Linked DNA regions of Mus musculus: regions 1 and 2 are each linked to region 3. A link is a contact called in public Hi-C and promoter capture Hi-C data. All regions are on one chromosome and are shown on one strand. Each heading gives the region's core, a stretch centred on a gene start, on an enhancer-like site or on the middle of the called end of the contact. The rest is flanking DNA. Distances are from core to core; before and after follow the strand shown. Region 1 overlaps Ppp1r42 (protein phosphatase 1, regulatory subunit 42). Region 2 holds the start of Snhg6 (small nucleolar RNA host gene 6). Region 3 overlaps Adhfe1 (alcohol dehydrogenase, iron containing, 1).

What was found. A called contact is a pair of places that touch in the nucleus more often than the background predicts. Capture Hi-C pulls out chosen DNA fragments and counts their contacts.
Region 1: a contact with region 3 is called in a promoter capture Hi-C map of liver. The contact joins two enhancer-like sites. A contact is called at or near these places in 5 of 39 promoter capture datasets (the 3T3-L1 cell line, cranial neural crest, frontonasal cranial neural crest and 2 more), 3 of 484 Hi-C or Micro-C datasets (the HL-1 cell line, the N1E-115 cell line and embryonic stem cells) and 2 of 9 other capture datasets (embryonic stem cells and liver).
Region 2: a contact with region 3 is called in a Hi-C map of the AML12 cell line, with 8 times the contacts expected there. The contact joins the promoter of Snhg6 here to the enhancer-like site in region 3. A contact is called at or near these places in 8 of 39 promoter capture datasets (the C10 cell line, the HPC-7 cell line, cranial neural crest and 4 more), 15 of 484 Hi-C or Micro-C datasets (the AML12 cell line, the G1E-ER4 cell line, the N1E-115 cell line and 9 more), 5 of 115 datasets of contacts at active chromatin or transcription factors (astrocytes, embryonic stem cells, large pre-B cells and 2 more) and 2 of 9 other capture datasets (adipose tissue and liver).

Annotation. Positions count from the first base shown.
Region 1 is chr1:9,987,167-9,991,183 of GRCm38.p6, forward strand. All of the region lies in intron 5 of Ppp1r42 (protein phosphatase 1, regulatory subunit 42), which reads right to left. Among named protein-coding and RNA genes, the nearest start is that of Ppp1r42, 20 kb to the right of the region's middle. Within about 2 kb of position 1,460, at least 14 of the 459 cell types and tissues checked have an H3K27ac peak or open chromatin away from gene starts, as enhancers often do. A contact at or near this core is called in liver, where this site is marked.
Region 2 is chr1:9,941,622-9,945,412 of GRCm38.p6, forward strand. It overlaps Snhg6 (small nucleolar RNA host gene 6), which reads right to left and starts at 2,497. Exons shown (of 4, transcript NR_024067.2): 1 at 2,399-2,497; 2 at 989-1,096; 3 at 702-770; 4 at 404-534. Snord87 (small nucleolar RNA, C/D box 87) reads right to left here and starts at 922; the gene lies at 849-922. It also overlaps a transcript of Mcmdc2 not described here.
Region 3 is chr1:9,562,183-9,565,984 of GRCm38.p6, forward strand. Adhfe1 (alcohol dehydrogenase, iron containing, 1) reads left to right here. Exons shown (of 14, transcript NM_175236.5): 11 at 1,327-1,405; 12 at 1,615-1,711. 2610203C22Rik (RIKEN cDNA 2610203C22 gene) reads right to left here. Exons shown (of 5, transcript NR_015470.1): 4 at 1,641-1,689. Among named protein-coding and RNA genes, the nearest start is that of Adhfe1, 16 kb to the left of the region's middle. Within about 2 kb of position 2,484, at least 107 of the 459 cell types and tissues checked have an H3K27ac peak or open chromatin away from gene starts, as enhancers often do. A contact at or near this core is called in the AML12 cell line, the N1E-115 cell line, Sertoli cells and 5 more, where this site is marked.

The DNA of each region.
Region 1 (4,017 bases), core at 210-2,709, 420 kb after region 3:
CTGGTGTGTCTGAAGACAGACAGCTACAGTGTACTTACATATAATAAATAAATAAATAAATAAATAAATTTTAAAAAGATAAATGTTCCTTTAATTACTATTTGACAAAAGCATATATGCTTGGAGTGTTTTATATATGCCCAAAGAGTTAGTTTTAAGAAGAAATACAGGGCTGGGTGGCAGCAGTGAATGTCTTTATTGTACTCACCTACATAAAATGCATAAGCAATCAATATCCCCGCACTCAGGAGGCAGAGGCAGGTGGATCTCTGTGATTTTAAGGCCAGCCTGGTCTACGGAGTGAGTTTTAGGACAGCCAGGGCTACACAGAGAAACCCTGTTTTGAAATACAAAAACAAAAACAACATCAAACAAACAAACAAAAGTAATGCAGTGCACTTTAGTTGTGACTACATCTTGATTACTTAAAAAAAAAAATAGCACAACAAACACATAGGTGTGTGCCGGGTGTTGGTGGCACACACCTTAATCCCAGCACTTGGAAGGTAAAAACAAGCAGATAGATCTCTGGGTTCAAGGCCAATTTGGTCTACAAGCAAGTTCCAGGACAGCAGAGATGCACAAAGAAACCCTGTTTCAAAAAACTGGAAAAAAAATAATGCAGATATCTTTTCAAAATAGTGACTTTCTGAAGGTATATATGTAGCTCTAGAGTTTAGTCTATGCTTGACTCAGAGGGCTCAAAACAAATAACTTGGGAAAACAGGAATTGTCTTCTCAGAAGCAGCCCTCTGGCTCCTGGGGCTTTTGCTTACTGTGCACCAGTCTCTATTACTGTTATTATTATTATTATTATTATCATCATTATTATTATTATTATTTGGTTTTTCAGCACAGGGCTTCTCTGTGTTGTTCTGGAACTCTCCCTTTGTAGATAAGTCTGAACTTGAACTCAGAGATCCACTTGCCTCTGCCTCCTGAGTGCTGGAATTAAATGTGTGAGCCTCCAGTGCCTGGTTTCCTGTCTTTATTTACAAGTCATTGCTTAGAATTAATCATCATGGCATACAAAGTTCAGGGAACAAAACAGGTAAGTCCGTAGGCCTTTGCTTGCCCTGCAGTTCTTCAGTTGAATCCCCTTCTCTTAATTTTGATTAACAGAGCAAAAATTAAAGATGAAGCTTCTGACCCGTTGCACAACAAGTAGTTACCTTCATGTAAGAAAGCTGTCTCAAAACTAGAACTTCAGCCCTCAGTCTCAGACCTTAGATTTTGCTCCTTTTTGAATCCTTTGTTCCAGGTTTAACACAGCCATAGCTGTGCAAGAGTTCTGTATTCCTCTTACTCTAAGGGACTGTGTGTTGTATGTTTCATACTGTTGAATATGATGCCCATAACAAGAGAACTTTACACTGATACAGATAAAAAGTGCTTGGAGTTTTGTTAATTATTCCTCACTTGATAAATGACCCTGGACACACTCCCTCCAGTGTATGTTTACTTAAGGCTAAACTAATCCTGTTCTGAAATATGATTACCCTTTGGATACGCTCTGGTTGTTCATTGCCTTCCTGTCCTTAATAAAATCCTTTCACTCTCCTGCCCCTCGATAAATTACTCAAGGCACCAGACACTTTTCTGGACAGTCTCTGTTTGATAAATGATCATGTCATGCTATCGCTTAGAGGCGCACTGCAAAATTCTGAGTGGCCAATTGTCTTTCCCTGCAGGCTGGTGCCCTGCTCCTGCCTGGGTGTTTGTGGCAGGCGGTCTCAGCTTTAATGACTGTGATGAACCTGACCAGCATACTCCAATCTTTATCGGAAATGTCTGGCCCAACTGTCCTTACTAAATCTAAAGACAGCCATTTGTCATCCCTCTGACTGCCTGTCATCATCTGCCTGGGAGAAATCTATAATTTTTGGCTTGTTCCTGACTAAAGTGTGGAGTGAATAAATTTATCTTTGGGCCATGAAGCTTGCCAGGATCAATATTGAGCAGAGGTTGAATAAATTAGAAACTAAGAAAACATGACAGGCTATCGTGGTTTGTTCATTTGTGTATTATAAATCAAATATTTAGTTTATATAAGAGGCAAACATGTCACGTTTTTTACTTTTCCCATTCATCCTGAGAATTCTATACCTCATGATAAATGGTCACCAGAAAACCAATGAAGTAAATCACTAATGAATCTGACTGTGAGATGAACTCAGGTCATTTTATTGATTTGGAAAACTTTGCAGACATAAAAACTGTAGGCAGAGACTAAGGATTTTTTTGTTGTTATTCTTTCAAGGTTTCTTTTCTTTTTTTTCTTTTCTTTCTTTCTTTCTTTTTTTTTTTTTTTTTTTTTTTTTTTTTGCACATGCATTTGACTTTGTATAGCTTTAGCAACTTGAATAATGTTCGTCTAGTAAAGCTCAGGACTCAAGCGGCACCCACAAACAACTTTTTATTTATTTGTTTGTTTGTTTGTTTGTTTAGGTTTTTTGAGACAGGGTTTCTCTGTATAGCCCTGGCTGTCCTGGAACTCACTTTGTAGACCAGGCTGGCCTCGAACTCAAAATTCCGCCTGCCTCTGCCTCCCAAGTGCTGGGATTAAAGGCGTGCGCCACCACACCCGGCCACAAACAACTTTTATAAATTTAAGTTAAACTTAAATCATAAACTATTTGGTGTTTTTATATATTGACACATGCCTGTTTAAAGAGGTTACAGGAAAGAAATACAAAAACAAAACAGTTGTGAAATGTCATTTAATGTAGAGCTCCTGAGTCAACGAAGTTACTGTCATCATCATCATCTGGCTTAAACCTTCTCTCCTCCTGGAGAAGGAGGTCAGTAGGCCTTCTTTGGCTAATAGTTTCTCAGTATTCTGCCTGTGATCTCACATCTCCTTTCCCTTCTACTCAGCTTTTTGGATCCTGGCCATCTCTTATGGGGTCCTCTCTTACATCCTAACGTGCAGTGTTCCTTCTCTGGCTGCTATCCTTCCCTTTATCCACCACACCAGACCTGCTGAGTCATGCTTCTCAAAGTTTCATGTGCATTAGCAATCACCAGGGGGAGCCTGTGGGATGGCTCAGCAGGTAACTAAGTCAGTCACCTTGTCAGCAGGTAACTTGTCACCAAGTCTGACTGGGGTCCACGTGGGTAAAGTTGAAAACTAACTCTTAGAACTTGCCCACTGCTTAATACACACACACACACACACACACACACACACACACTACATCCACACACAGAAAATTATAAACTGTAATTTTAAATTTTAAAAAAGAATCACGGGGGGCTGGAGAGATGGCTCAGCGGTTAAGAGCACTGACTGTTCTTCTGAAGGTCCTGAGTTCAAATCCCAGCAACCACATGGTAACTCACAACCATCTGTAACAAGACCTGATTCCCTCTTCTGGTGTCTGATGACAGCTACAGTGTACTTACATATAATAAATAAGTAAATCTTTACCAAACAAACAACAACAGCAACCTGTTGAAATGCAGGTTCTGAGCACGGGGTCTGCTGAAGAAGTTGGTGTGGTGCAGCTGCTACTGCTGCTACGGTAAGGTCTCTGACTCCATGTGAAGCTAGGAGGCTGTAGAACAATTCTTCTGTTTCCTCAACCATTGGGCACTTCCACAGGCTGAAAAGGCCCTGAACCAAATGTTAGCAGTCATGGAATTTGTGAGCCTCCGTTCTTTGGGGCATTACAATCTGTGGACCATCCCCTTATCCCTCGGTGATTCTGCATCCTGGGAATCTGTGGCTCCTTAAGTAACCAAGCTCTGACTTTAGACATCTCACATATATGACTACACTGTTTTATAACAGTTGTTTCTGAGAGACAAGAGCACATCTCATAGAAGACAACAGTGTACACAGTGAACCGTTACCTGGATTCATCCGTGAGAAGAGCTCACTGAACTGAGAGAGCCTGAAAAGACTGTGTGGTGACAGTGCTGTAAACAGTCCTCAGAGCACCAGTGTCTTCCAGAGCTGACTGTACCCACAGAGACAGTGGAAGATGCTAACCCATCAAGCTCCATCAGGAACTC
Region 2 (3,791 bases), core at 1,247-3,746, 380 kb after region 3:
AAAACAATTCTTATCTAAACAGCCAACACACCTGGAAAGCCTAATGTTCGAAATTTCTATCCTGGGAATCAAATCCAGAGCTTTGTGCCTTGTTAAGCCAGTTAAACTTCCCCAGCCCTTACAAAGGCCCAAGTCATCAGAATGTTGAATTTTTAAGCTACTTACTAAACTTAGGGATTCTATTGGTTAAAGATTTAGCCAAGTCTTCACTCGAGGAAATCCAGTTTGAGAGTTTCAAGTGATCCTAGACAGATTGCCAATCACTTTCTTTCCTGCTGTGCATTACTGGCTACTTACTAGCCAGCCATCAGGATTGCATTGACAAAAAGTCCGCAGCTCATGAAAGACGAGTTTATTTTACTACGAGAATGACATTTTAAAGAAATTACTGCCCACAGCAATTAAGAATAACTGTTTATTTATATATAACTTATTAATATTAAATTAGATATTAATTTTCACCATTTGCTTCTGTTTATGGCTTCTTGACTTTGTTCATGGCCTTCATTTTACCTTCCAATATGTAAGCTGCACCTTCCCAAAAGGAAAAAAAAAAAGTCAGAAACCCCAAATCATTTTTCTTCCATCTCAAACTAGGCCCAGGTGTTCACCCTAATGATCTTCAAAACGAACTGGCCCCAGCCCCTCAGTGTTATCAAACAGTATTGAATCCAGATACATGACTGATTAAGCAAACTTACCCAAAACAATAAAGGGTTTTTAGACATCACAGCTCCCAAAGTTGGACATCCACTACAGCCACCTACATGCTGGGGAGAACAAACAGTAACCCATTTTAACAATGGCGTCACATGTTAGTCATTTGCATCATCTATATACTGCTGGCATCTCAGTCTTTTAAGATTCTCTCTTCAAAGAAACACTCAGCTGGGTAAACGGCAAAAACTTAAGTCATCATTGTGCCAGCTATTAAGGCCCTGTTAATCAAACCTCAAAGAAAAAAAAAAACCACACACACAATTTGTACCTTGTTATTGGCAAATGTAGTCCTGGCAGCTTGTTTCAATCACTCTCCATGACAAGTGTTTAGAAAATATTTGTTCAAGCACCTTCAAATGAGCAGGTTTTGTTGCACCTAAAAATTAAAATATTTGTGAACTCTCATTTTACTTCCATGTTTTAATACCTTGCATGAGTGTGCACTGGCTACTTTTATGTCACCTTGACACAAGCTAATCACTGGTGTAGGAAGCTACAATTGTAAAAATGCATCCTTAAGATAGGGCTGTGGACAAGCACGCCTGTAAGGCATTTTCATAATCAGTGACTGGGGTAAGGGGGCAGCCACCTCCCCTGGGCTGGAGGCCCTGTGTTCTCTAAGAACCAAAGCGTAAGCTAATAGCATCCTCCATGGCTTCGGCATCCGCTAACTCCAGGTTCCTGTGGTGCTTCAGTTCCTGTCCCATCATCCGTCCATCACAGACAGAAAAACATTTTACTCACGCCCTTCACTGCCAGTACTAACTTAAAGGACTGAGTACCAAGCCTTGGCTTCTCAGTCTTGGTGCTTGCACGGAAAAGCTTGAGGCATATATGCAATTGTGCAGACCATCACTGGGACATTAGAACAGGAAACGGCATGGCCAGAGTCACAAATCAGAGAATGAATGATTGAACCGATTACTGGTGATGACTTATCACCTGCAAACCGATGAGAAATCCTTAATCATTTTCATATTTGAAACGCTGAGTTTACAGAAATCCAGAGTACCCAATTTGGCTTACAGATACCAACAGTAAAGTATAACATGCAGGCCTGAAATGTAGTGTTCTTTTGTATCCACACGCTTCAGAACTTACCACCACCTTCTTTTGCCAGCATCCCCACCCTGCGTGGCTTTCAAATAGTTTGAAAATTTTGCTCCAACTTTAGATCGTACTTACAGGGTTGATCCATGAATACAAGCTTTTTAGAGTGATGCCAATACTTCAGATCAAACTATTAATCTTTAAAAAAAAAAAAAGCCAAAAAAAAAAAAAAGCCTAAAATTGGCGGTCTTAACATCTTAGAAGCAGTACTTTTCCGCCTCTGTAAAATTTCCTATGGATTACTCACTTAGGAAGCCTGAAACAGACCGCATGGTGGCTTTTCTTGGGGATACAAAGGGGCTCCCGCCAGGGTGCAGGCCCAGATGAAAGCTGCCGCCAGAAGCGGCCGCTTGTGCCCGCACTTCGAAGCGTCCAGAGGAGCAGGCCTTATAACTAATCTCGGTTAAGATTTGGAGACCATTGGGAACGCGCCCCGCCGCTCACAGCGGGCCAAGGGCCACACCGAACCCGGGAGCCATGGGGCCCCCGTACCCGGCTAGAGACGGACGCCGCCAACAAGGAAGCCCTCTCCGCACACACGGGGTTAAGCAGACCGCAGGATTCGCACCTGGAAACGCCCAAGGACACGCCGGGTTCGGCCGCCCGCGGCCTCCGCTGTGCGCCATGCTGCACCGTCTGCTCGCGCTCTACGGCGCTGCCGAGAAAGGAAGTGGCCCAGCGTGCGCGACCCTAAGGCGCTCCTGTAGGCCCCGCCTCTTCCGGCCAGCCCTCTTCTGCGTGCTCGCCTTCACCCCCTCCTCTTCCGGCTCTGTGTTTCTAGTGGGGCGGAGGGAGCAGGTTGTGGGAATTAGTGCGAATACTTCCGCTAGAGCTTTTTAATTGATTTTTCAAGTAATGAATAATGCCTTAAAATAGGACAGTCTCCCAGTCCAGGTCCTTATGTTTGCTGGGTCTTCTACATCCTCACCTACTTCAGTGTTTAAAAACCGTTGGTATTAGAAACTATTTAATTTTTTTTTTCTAAGATGTATTTTATATGTATGGGTGTTTGGCCTGCACGCTAGCCATGTGTGCCTCGCCCGAGAACCTGGTACTGACAGAGTTCAGTAGAGAGTGTCAGATGCCCTGGAACTGGGGTTATATGTGACCCAACTTACAATATGAGTGCTGGGAATCTAACCCTGGGTCCTCTGGATGAACAGTCAGTGTTCTTAACTGCTAAGACATCCCCAGCCCACAGCAGCTCCATTAGAGTTAGTGTTCTGGAAGCAGCAAGCACACGGACACACTCACAGAAAGAGAGATAAAAATTGATTGTCAGAAAAAAAGGAGCGTGCAGGGCGTGGTGGCGCACACCTTTAATCCCAGCACTTATTCCCTTAAATCCCAGGCAGGCGGATTTCTGAGTTCGAGGCCAGCCTGGTCTACAGAGTGAGTTCCAGGTCAGCCAGGGCTACACAGAGAAACCCTGTCTCGAAAAAACCTAAAGAAGAAAGAAAAAAAAAAAAAGAAAGAAAGAAAGAAAAAAAGGAGAAGCTGTTAATGAGTTTGATTTGTAATAGTAATAGAATTTTTCTTAGTCATGAAGTAGTCACCGGGCTGGAGAGACAGCTCAGCTAGTTAAGAGCACTGACTGCTTTTCCAGAGGTCCTGAGTTCAAATCCCTGTAACCACATGGTGGCTCCCAACCATCTGTAATGAGATCCAATGACCTCTTCTGGTGTGTCTGAAGAAAGCTAAAGTGTACTCACATACATAAAAATAAATAAATATATCTTTAAAAAAAAAAGAAAGTAGTCACCTAATGTGTTAGAGTTACTATTGTTGAACTTAATGGTCATGATGAAACACCACAACCAAAAGCAAATTGGGGAGGGAAAGGGCTCATTTGATTTAGCATTCTAAGCCACTATTCATCACTGAAGGAAGTCAAAATAGGAACTCAAGCAGTACAGAAACCAATGCAGAGGTCATGGAGGGGTGAAGCTTACTGGCTTATC
Region 3 (3,802 bases), core at 1,234-3,733:
TTAAGTATTACTATAGACTTGCCTTTGAAAGCTCATGAATCCTAGCACTGCTTAAAAGCACACTAGTCAATAGTTTTCTGATTCCATGGGAGATAAAGTATATTCTAAAGTACTCAATAACGCAGGGAAGTAAGAGCTTCCAGTTTATCTCATGCAAGATGTCTGAACACAGAGTGCTTCTGTGTAAGCGTGAGGGTCTGAGTTTGCATCCGAGCACTCACATAACAGTCTGAAGCTGAGCATGGGTGGCTGTGGTTGTCTATAGCCCCAGCATTATGAGATGCTGCCAGCCTAGCTCTAGATTCAAAACCTGCCTTGGCAAATAAAGCAAGTAAAGAATAATAGAGCAGGATACCCATATCCTCTTCTGCTCTGTGCCTACACACAGATTTGCAAAGGTAAATATAAGACGAAAGGATGGACCATCCAGAGACTGTCCCACCCGGGGAGCCATCCCATAATCAGCCACCAAACCCAGACACTGTTGCATATGCCAGCAAGATTTTGCTAACAGGACCCTGATATAGCTGTCTCTTGTGAGGCTATGCCAGTGCCTGGCAAATACAGAAGTGGATGCTCACAGTCATCTATTGGATGGATCACGGGGCCCCCAATGGAGGAGCTAGAGAAAGTACCCAAGGAGCTGAAGGGGTCTGCAACCCTATAGGTAGAACAACATTATGAACTAACCAGTATCCCTAGAGCTCGTGACTCTAGCTGCATATGTAGCAGAAGATGGCCTAGTCGGCCATCATTGGGAAGAGAGGACCCTTGGTCTTGCAAACTTTATATGCCTCAGTACGGGGGAATGCCAGGGCCAAGAAGTGGGAGTGGGTGGGTAGGAGAGCAGGGCAGGGGGGAGGGTATAAGGAACTTTCAGGATAGCATTTGAAATGTAAATAAAGAAAATATCTAATAAAAAATAAAAATAAAATAAAAATTAAAAAAAGAAGCAGGCAAATAAAAGTCAATTAAATAGGACTGGTTAACTTAGCTTCTTAGGGCAGACTAGTCCTTTATAATTCAGCACTGTTAATATACAGCATTTGAAACAATCTGTCAATTATTAGCAGAATGGATCACTAGTAGGTCCAGCTTGCATATTATCCCAGGCATAAAACTCTTTAACCACTGGAGTCTGATCATTTCAGAGGTTCTGTTAGTGAATCCAATAAATTTGGAGTGTTGTCACAAGAAGTACACCATGTAGAGCCCTGTGAGTGACAATACAGTCCAGACATGTGAGGAGCAGCCCTGCAACAATGTCCGTGTTACTGAAGTCTAGCATATGTGTGTCAACAAAAGATTTTTTTTTTTCTTTTCCAGCCATGGCATGTCTTACCCAATTTCAGGTTTAGTGAAGACATATAAAGCCAAGGAATATAATGTGGATCACCCTCTTGTGGTAAAAATATTTAACAATAAATTACTCAACTAGCTCTTATTATTATCCCAATTTCTATAAGTATATTCATCAGTGGGTGTGGGGATGGAACCCTGGCAAGAACTCTGCCACCAGGCTGCACCCCAGCCCACACCGAGAGCCCTTGACTGCTCATAGTTCTAGTCATGTCAGAGTGTTGGAAGAGCTGTTCTGTGCATCTCTCTCCCCAGCCCCATGGCCTTTCTGTGGTGCTCACCTCTCCTGCAGTGTTCACCTTCACAGCCCAGATGTTTCCAGAGCGGCACCTGGAGACGGCAGGAATATTAGGTATGAACCTTTACCCACGGCTCTGTGACCCTCCAAGGTGGGCTGTTGCCCAGGGATAAGAACAAAAGCTTTCACTTTGAAGTAGCTCAGTGATAAAATGACAGTGACTTCCTGAAGCCCTGGACAGCACTTACATGCCATCATTTTAGCCTTCTAAGGACCCATAAGGAAATAGAACCTAAAATTGACCCTATTAAGTATGTCCTATTGCTGTCTGCTCTGATGTCGCCTCTTGAGAAAGTGCTGCTTGGCACATAACTAATGTCCTCTCTGACTTCTGCTATGCAGAGTCACTGATCAAATAAATCAATAAAGCAACAGTGACCTTTCGATCACAGAGAAGCCGAGCAATAAACTACAGCAATTGCAAGTGAGCAGCCTGCTTGACATAGTGTCACATAAGTGATCTAATCAGATACATGCCCACTGTGCCTTCTGACTCTTATGGAAATAAAATTATGTTCTGGATAGTCATAGGAGGAGGTTAAAAAAAAAAACTGAGTGTTTTTCTGAAACAAGAAGTCTTTTATTTTTTTAGCTGACTTGGAGATCCCAGTTTACTTGTAGAACATCTTATCCCCCTACTTGGGTTTAGGGTGGGAAGAAAAAGGCGGTAACAAAAACTCTTCATTATGCTCTTGTAGCTTGAGCCGTTAGAAAGATTACTCCCAAGGAGACAGGAATGACCGCAGACATCCTCCCACAGGGCTGCTGCCCTGGCCCTCACTCACACACCAGCCCTTTGTGTGCCCCAGGGCTCCAGGTGCTGTGTGGGGAATGTTAATGTCAGAAGCCCGGGACTTGGACCCAAGCCCAGGCTTCAGTTCACAGTATGTACTGTGTGCACACATTGGCAGTGATTCCAGGGGCCTGTATCCCTTCTCCCTTTAGGGAAGGGAATTTCGGCCATGCTGAGACATAGCTCTGGCCTCTGTAGATATATGAATGGTAAAAATTGGGGGAAGGGGCCCTAAATAGTAGACTAGATCTACTGTAAATGGGAAAAATCATAGTGAATTTATAGGCCATGTTTCAGGCAACACAGACATTATGAGAAGGCAGATCCCCTGTTAAACTGGGAGAAGAACCCAGCAGTTCTTCCTACTGCTTAGAAACTCCAATCGTATCCCATATTGCCAGTCAAATATGTTAATTCTCTATGAAACCTCAGCTTTTTCTTAGCTACACCAGTTTATTTTCTTTCATGTCACCTCTTTTTTGTTATTGTTTCTAAAAAATGCTTCATAGGAAAATCTAGATGTCTATACCGTGTGTTCAGTGGCAGCCATCCCAGGATCATAAAACTGTAACCCCATATCCTGCCCCGCCTCTCACCTAATCCACTCTTAGCTGCTGTTGGGCATTGCAGATGGATCTGCCAGGTCTGGTGTACCTTTCACCCTGTTGCTCTCCATCTGGCCTGTATCTGGTTCTGTTTACATTTTCCTGGAATTGACGTGGTTCTGACCTTCACAGAAGGAAGAGGCATAAATCTGACTGTAGCAAGGAGGGGCCTTGTACTGGTTTTGTGTCAACTTGACACAAGCTGTAGTTATCACAGAGAAAGGAGCTTCAGTTGGGGAAATACCTCCATGAGATCCAGCTGTAAGGCATTTTCTCAATTAGTGATCCAGGGGGGAGGGCCCATTGTGGGTGGTGCCATCCCTGGGCTGGTAGTCCTGGTTCTATAAGAGAGCAGGCTGAGCAAGCCAGGGGAAATAAGCCAGTAAGAAACAACCCTCCATGGCTTCTGCATCAGCTCCTGCTTTCTGACTTGCTTGAGTTCCAGTCCTGACTTCCTTTGGTGATGAACAGCAGTATGGAAGTGTAAGCCAAATAAACCCTTTCCTCCCCAATTTGCTTCTTGGTCATGATGTTTGTGCAGGAATAGAAACCCTGACTAAGATAGGCCTCCTCTCCCTCATAGGCCTTTTGTTTATACCTCATCCAACGCTATCTTTATTTGCAGAATGCTAGCCTTGTGGGCATCACAGGTGTGCCACTTAGATAGATGATCGAGAGGCCGAGTGCTAAGTACAGACTGGGAAATTGGTCCCTTCTCCTGGGCATTTGCACACTATCCTGCCTAAG